Linked DNA regions of Mus musculus: region 2 is linked to region 1. A link is a contact called in public promoter capture Hi-C data. All regions are on one chromosome and are shown on one strand. The core of a region is the stretch at or near the end of the contact, and the rest is flanking DNA. Distances in the headings are between cores, read along the strand shown.

Region 1 (3,156 bases), core at 211-2,710:
TCTGAGGCAGCGTTTTGTGAAACTCAGGCTTCTCTTGACTCGTTTTGTCACCAAGGTTGGCCTAGAACTGAGCTTGCCTCCACGGCCCAAGAGCTGGGATCCCAGGTGTGTGTCACATATGCCCACATTAAAAAAATATGGTCTTTTTTAATTAGCAGCTCTCAATCCCGACTCATGAAATTTAAGAACAAAGGACTTCTTTACCTGGTTGGAAAGAAATTGCTGACTAGGATTGGGATGCCTTTGGAGTGGGTAGAAAGGGATGAGACGGGCTTCCAGCCCTGGCTGATCTGGAACTTGCTATTTAGAGCACCCCAGCTTGAACTCATATTCCCCTGCCTCTGCCTCCTGAATTCTAGGATTAAAGTCACGAGCCACCACACCTAGCTTGGGGTCACTATTTTTTAACTGTTCCTCAGTGCAGCTAGAGTGGAAAGTTCCATTCCAGGCAAGGGCTGGGCCGAGGCAGGGAGTAGAAGATAGTCTGTGCCGTAGCTCAGTGCTGTAATTTGATTTCCTTGGGGTGTGAACTATGGGTTTTTTGTTCTGTTTCTGTGGAGTCTTGTCCATTGGAACTGTGTGAGAGATAGAAATTACAATGCCTCCTGTGAAGTCCAGGCGGCAGTTAGGAAGAGTGGTGACTGGCATGGGCAGTTGCCCCTCCAGCTTCCTCTGTGCTGTGGGCCTCCTGGAGAAGAGGAGGTGCCATGGTTCATGTGTGCCGAGGTTGTAAAGGCTTAGCTACCTGCATTTGTTAATGTCAAAGTCCATGCTACTGCTGGGTAGAGTGGCACAGACCTGCAAGTTCAAGCACAGCAGAGGCAGGCTGAGGCCATCCTGGGCTGCTCCATAGTCCCAGGCCAGAGAGGGTTACATACCAAAATTCTGTCTCAAGACACACACTGCTAGTCCAGCTCCAACCACAGGGTCTCAGAACATTCACAGGAGCACTGCAAGTTGGGGTGGTACAGTAATGCCCCCTCAAAAGAGTCTGCTTCTCATCACCAGAAGCTGTGACTGTTACCTTATATGTGACAAAGGGGACTCTTGAGATGGGATTAAGGAGCCCAGTAATGGGGAGATTGACCTGTGCAGTCTGAAGGGCACTGTCCGTCACATTAGTTCTTCAAAGTAGAGGACAAGTATACTGACTCTTCCTGAACCCTCCAAGTAAGCCAGGCCTGCAACTTACCGCTGATAGACTATGGCTTCAAGCCACTGTTTGGTGGAAAACAAAAGCTTATGTTATTCTATTTTATGGTGAAGAAACCTGCTGAGGGAGGTCACATGGTTTGCAGTTAGATCGGGAAAATCCAGGTCAAGTACATCCTGCTCCCTTGCCTAGCCAGTTCCTCCCTTCTTGGATGCATTACAGCTTTGTACTGGTACCCGCGGCCCCTTTAAGAGGACAGGAGGCGGGGCTTGTTTCAGTTGCTTAGAGACCACCTAGCTCCCAGGACGCAAAGTCTTCCTTAATAATGCCACTTTGGGATCTGCAGGCCTGGCCAGAGCAGGTGGGTGAGCACCCTAAAGTAGTCCTGTGTGTATAGCAACAACGTAAAGACCTGGGCCAGTTCCCTTCTTAGCCTCCCAAGACTCGAACACGTGCTTGATTGATAAAGGGACCCTGCGGAAGGGTGGAGTGGTGCTGGGACCCTCGCCCAGAGAAAAGGCCTGTTTGGCCTTGGGTGCAATAATGCTGTGACTTCCTTAAGAATGGGGTCGGGGTGGGGTCATCACTATAAGAAACGAGCTAGTTTTATCTGTAGTTTGAATTTCACTAATAGAGGACCAGAAAACCTAGAGTAAATGGTTGTTCAAGTTGAGAGTGGAGAGCAGCTTGGGCTGGCTTGGCTGATATTCATCAGGCCCTTGGACGAGTGGGCGCGCAGGGGTTGGAGAAGCTCAGAGGTGGGATTGAGCATGCCTAGCAGCGGCAGGCATGGAGTGCCACACTATCCACCCCCAGGGGGCACGAACCTGGACCAGATTTCTTTCCACCCCAGGATTTCTTTGCATCTTGCTTGCCTAATGCAGTAGGACACCATGGCCGAGATCTGTTTCCGAGTGGCATGAAAAGCCCTGGCTTTGGCCCTCTGCCCTCAGCTCCGAAACTCATCCGGTCTCTTCCAGCCCCAGTAGTGATGAGAGCGGCTGGGTCATGAAGCTCTACCACAGGACTACTCTCGAGTTTCCCACTTGACTCCTTTTCCCAAGAAATTGTTGTAACTCTGGCTTTAGTATATACATAGGTATACACAACAATATTTACTGATAATAGTAAAATATACTTCTTAAACAATTTTGGGATACATATAAAATTTACCCTTTACTAAATAAAGCAAACTTGTGTACTAAGGAAATTATGTGCTTATTTATTTTTTAAGGTTTATTTTTCACTTCTATTTATGAGTGGGTATATAAATATTCCCATTTGCAGGTACCCACAGAGGCCAGAAGAGGGTGGTAGATACTCTAGAACTGAAGTTACAAGTGGCTGTGAGTCACCAAACATAAATGCTGGGACCTGAACATGGTCCCTCTGCAAGAGCCCCAAGTGCTCTTAATGCTGGACCCCAAAGCTTCATTTTTTTTCATTTTATTTATTTAATGGGGTGTGGAGTAGCTAGTGTACCGCCTGCACATATGGAGGTCAGAGGACAGCTTGCAGGGATCGGTTCTCTTCCTTCACCATGTAGATTCCAGGAATTGAACTCAGGTCATTAGGTTTGAGGCGACATGGCTTAACCTAAGTCATTTTGCTGGTCTGCTTGTTTATATTTATGTAAAATTAATTCCTGGGGATATAGAGACAGCTTAACAGTTGCTTAACAGTGCCCATTATTTGATCGTGATGGCACACACACATAGAAATTAATTTTAAAAATTTAAGGTATACAGTAGTGGCACATACCTTTAGTCTCAGTACTAGAAAGGGAGAGAGGCAGCCAGATCTCTGAGTTTGACACCAGCCTGCTCTACAGAGCAAGTTCCAGAACAGCCAGGACTACACAGAGAAACCCTGTCTTGAAAAAAAACCAAAAGTTTAAAACAAACATTCTAAAGCCATCTATACAGAGATATACACACAGGAATGTCAGTAGGAACAGAATGCCTTTGTTTTCTGTAGTTAAATCATATTTCTATAAAAGTAGG
Region 2 (3,379 bases), core at 275-2,774, 830 kb after region 1:
AGGCCAGCCTAGGCTATATAAGTCCCCATCTCAAAAAAAAAAAAAAAAAAAAAAAAAAAGGGACTGGATTGGTGACAGGTACGCATAATCCCAGCACTGGGAAAGCTGGAGAGGTCCCGTTAGAGGCCAGCCTGGGCAATTCCTTGTCACATCATAGAGTGTGACATGGTGGCACATGCCTTAACCCCAGTGACTGGGAGCCTGAGGTAGGTGGATCTCTGGATTCAAAGCCAGGATGGTCTACAGAGTGAGCTCCAGGTCAGCCAGGGCTACACAGAGGAACCCTGCCTCAAAACAAACAAACAAATGGTTGTGTGTTCCTTATAATTTAAATCACATAACTTCAAGGCACATACAACCTAATGGACCAGGGTGTCCATTTCTAGATGAGTTCCAGGACAATCAGGGCTATACAAAGAAATCCTGTGTTGAAATACAAATAAATAAATATATATATATATACTTGTGTATTTCTTGAAATTAAATCACATAACTTCTAGGCACATACAACCTAATGGACCAGGGTGTCCATTTCTAGATGAATTTTATGGTGGATTTCTAGGAGAGGGGTTGGGGGTGGGGAGTGGGGGTAGGGTGGGGGGTGCTGCAGGTGATTTTAAAAATGCAAAATTCCCACAAAATCCTCGAATTCTCGAATTGATTCTAAAAACGCAGGTTTTTGTTTTTTTTTTTTTTAATTTAAATTTACTTCATGGTTCCCGCTGTTGTCACAAATCTACGCCAGGCCCCCTCTTCCCCCCACTACTCTTTGAATGGGCTGTGAAAAATGACTTTTTTTTTTTCTTTTTCTTTTTACAGCTGCTCACCGGTCTCAGACAATTCTTGAATCCGGATCATTTATTATTCATAAAATGGGGTAGGAAGGTTGCGTTGCTCTTTTCATCACGGAGAGATGGGTGCCTGGTGAGCCTTGGAAAAACCTGTCGGCTCAGGAGCCCCCCTTTTTAAAAAAAAAAAAATCATTCCCAGGGAGGAAATGGCAGACTGGCTCTGTGGACTAGTACCCGTGCCACCCCTTAGCCAACGTAATCACGGTAGAAATCTCTAGAAAAAGGTTACATCTTATAGCAAAAGCGCTACCCCATGCAGGCAAGGGGGCGGTTCCCCCTGGGGATGGCTGAGGCGCGATGGCCTCTCTCAGCCCACCGGGGCTTCCCTGCATGCATCCATTCTCCCTGCTCCTCCCCTTGTAAGTACCAGTCTTGAGCATCGGGATGGATGCACTTCCCAGGGCAGAGTGATGGAGGTAGGCATCGAAGGGGAGCAGGGAGACACCCCAAGTGCCTGCGTGACTTCTGGGCAGAGGGGCAGAACGCACCGAGTCATCTCGGTAGCTTAGGTTCTGGACAGTACTGGACAGCTCCAGGCAGGCTCTGACTTACCTGCCGCCACCCTCGCCGGACCCAAGAGCAGGAGGCAAGCGAACCAGAAGACGAGGACGTCGGTGGCCTTGGCCATGGCGAAGCGTGGATACCGAGGGGCGCGGGGAGGATGCTCAGGGAGCTGGGTTGTAGCTCCGCAGTGGCGGCTCCGTCTGGTTGTGCGTGGAGACGCAGCGCTCGCCTGTCCCCGCCTGCAGCCACCTCCGCCCACACAGCCCTCCCCGAGAGTCCCTCCCCTCTAGGGATCACAGAGGCCATCCTTACCTCACCAGGTGCGCATGCTCCCTCCAAGCATCGTGCTTCCGTAGGTCCCAGAGCCATCTTTCCAGAGATAAGGTCTCTTCACTGAACCTTTAGCTCACCAAGTTAACAGACCGACGATCAAGGAGCCCCGGGAATCTGCCTACCTCCATTCCCTCCCAGCGCCGGGGCCTCAGATGCTCACCACGCCGCTTGCCTTTTACATAGGTTGCTGTGATTCGAACTCAGGTCCTAAAGCTAGCGCAGCAAACAACCCACCAAGCCTTCTCCCTAGCCCTTAATCTCTTTCGCTGTCCTAAATTTTCACTACTTGGTATACATTTTGTACTTCCAGAACATCTACATTCAAACTATCCACAGTTCCTCGGGGATATATGCACAGACTTAGCTGTTGTTGACTAATTTTGTTTTTTGTTTTTTTGTTTTTTTGCTTCTTGTGACAGGTTTTCTGTTGCATATCTAAGGCTGGCCCAGAACTCACTTTGTAGCCGTTGTATAATTTTCTTCTTAGGAGGTCGACCAGGCCCCTCCCTCCTACCAAGGTCCAGACAAAGTTTTTCTTTGCATGGGGTCGGTTCCCCCTCAACCCCTTCCCCACCCCAGCTTCTGTTAACCTTCTACAATCTATAGACTGTAGTACTTCCCAGGGCCACAGAGCCCACAGACAATGAGGGCAGAGTTGCATACAGCTGGCTGAGAGGTTCAGGAGGGAGCAGCTGAGAGAACAAAGGAGAGTCCAGAGAGTGATCTTTCCGATTCTTCTTCCATGAGGGAACCTCAACAACAAACAAGTCTTGGAGGTCACCAGCAGGTAGTTGCAGCTTCTCTGATAAAAATAACGACTGCTAAGCTCAGCAGACCCAGCGATAGAATATAGGTTATGGCTAATAGAACCTCATTCATTTTAGCAGTGGCCTGTTTGGGCTAATTTAATTTTTCTGCGCAGTAGACAGCTCATGCTTATTTATCCATCTACCTAGCTCTGTACATGTGTGTATGTATATGTGTGGAGTTGAATGCATGCTATGGTGAATGTGTGGAGGTCAGAAGATGACCTGCAGGAGAAGTGTTTCCCCCTCTACTACTTGGGTCTCAGGGATTAAACTTGGGTCCTGAGGCTGGGCTGCAAGCCTGCCAACTCATCTTGTTGACCCCCTTCACCGATTTTTGTTCATTATGACCTTTTGAAAGCAGGGTATTCTGTCTGCTGGTGCTAGCAAGCTGGTATAATTGTATCCCTTTTGGTCACAGATGGCAGACACCTCAGGGTTCATATTCCTACTGAAGCAAGATGGAGAGGCAGCGACAATCTTGGCAACATAAGAAGGGGTAAGGAATTCTCTCATCTTAGGAGAGAAGCAAGAATTCCTACATATCTGTATATAGATCGTGTATATTTATATATGATCACACACATGAACATTAGTAAAAAACTTAAGATATTTTAAACAAGGTTTATTCATCTAATGCACACTGTCACAGTCTTCAGACACATCAGAAGAGGGCATCAGATCCCATTATAGATGATTGTGAGCCACCATGTGGTTGCATACCTGAGTTCCAGGCATCCACAGAGGCCAGAAGAGGGTATTGAGTCCCTTGGAAGAGGAGTTACAGACAGTTGATTCTCTAGCTCATACTATCAATCTTTTGAGATGAGAGCCACCCAAATGGTAGATATGGCTAATGCTAAGAAAATTAATTGCTTATTCTCC

What was found. Promoter capture Hi-C pulls out the DNA fragments that hold promoters and counts their contacts.
Region 2: a contact with region 1 is called in a promoter capture Hi-C map of neural stem cells. The contact joins the promoter of Tmem130 here to the enhancer-like site in region 1. A contact is called at or near these places in 6 of 39 promoter capture datasets (cranial neural crest, hippocampal neurons, liver and 3 more) and 4 of 115 datasets of contacts at active chromatin or transcription factors (bone marrow-derived macrophages, embryonic forebrain, forebrain and 1 more).

What each region holds. Positions count from the first base shown.
Region 1 is chr5:143,931,606-143,934,761 of GRCm38.p6, forward strand. It overlaps Pms2 (PMS1 homolog2, mismatch repair system component), which reads left to right. Exons shown (of 15, transcript NM_008886.2): 15 at 1-151. Among named protein-coding and RNA genes, the nearest start is that of Pms2, 23 kb to the left of the region's middle. Within about 2 kb of position 1,461, at least 34 of the 459 cell types and tissues checked have an H3K27ac peak or open chromatin away from gene starts, as enhancers often do. A contact at or near this core is called in neural stem cells, where this site is marked.
Region 2 is chr5:144,760,054-144,763,432 of GRCm38.p6, forward strand. Tmem130 (transmembrane protein 130) reads right to left here and starts at 1,525. Exons shown (of 8, transcript NM_177735.4): 1 at 1,404-1,525. The coding sequence starts at 1,479. Gm38739 (a long non-coding RNA gene) reads left to right here and starts at 1,562. Exons shown (of 3, transcript XR_868688.3): 1 at 1,562-2,475; 2 at 2,916-2,993.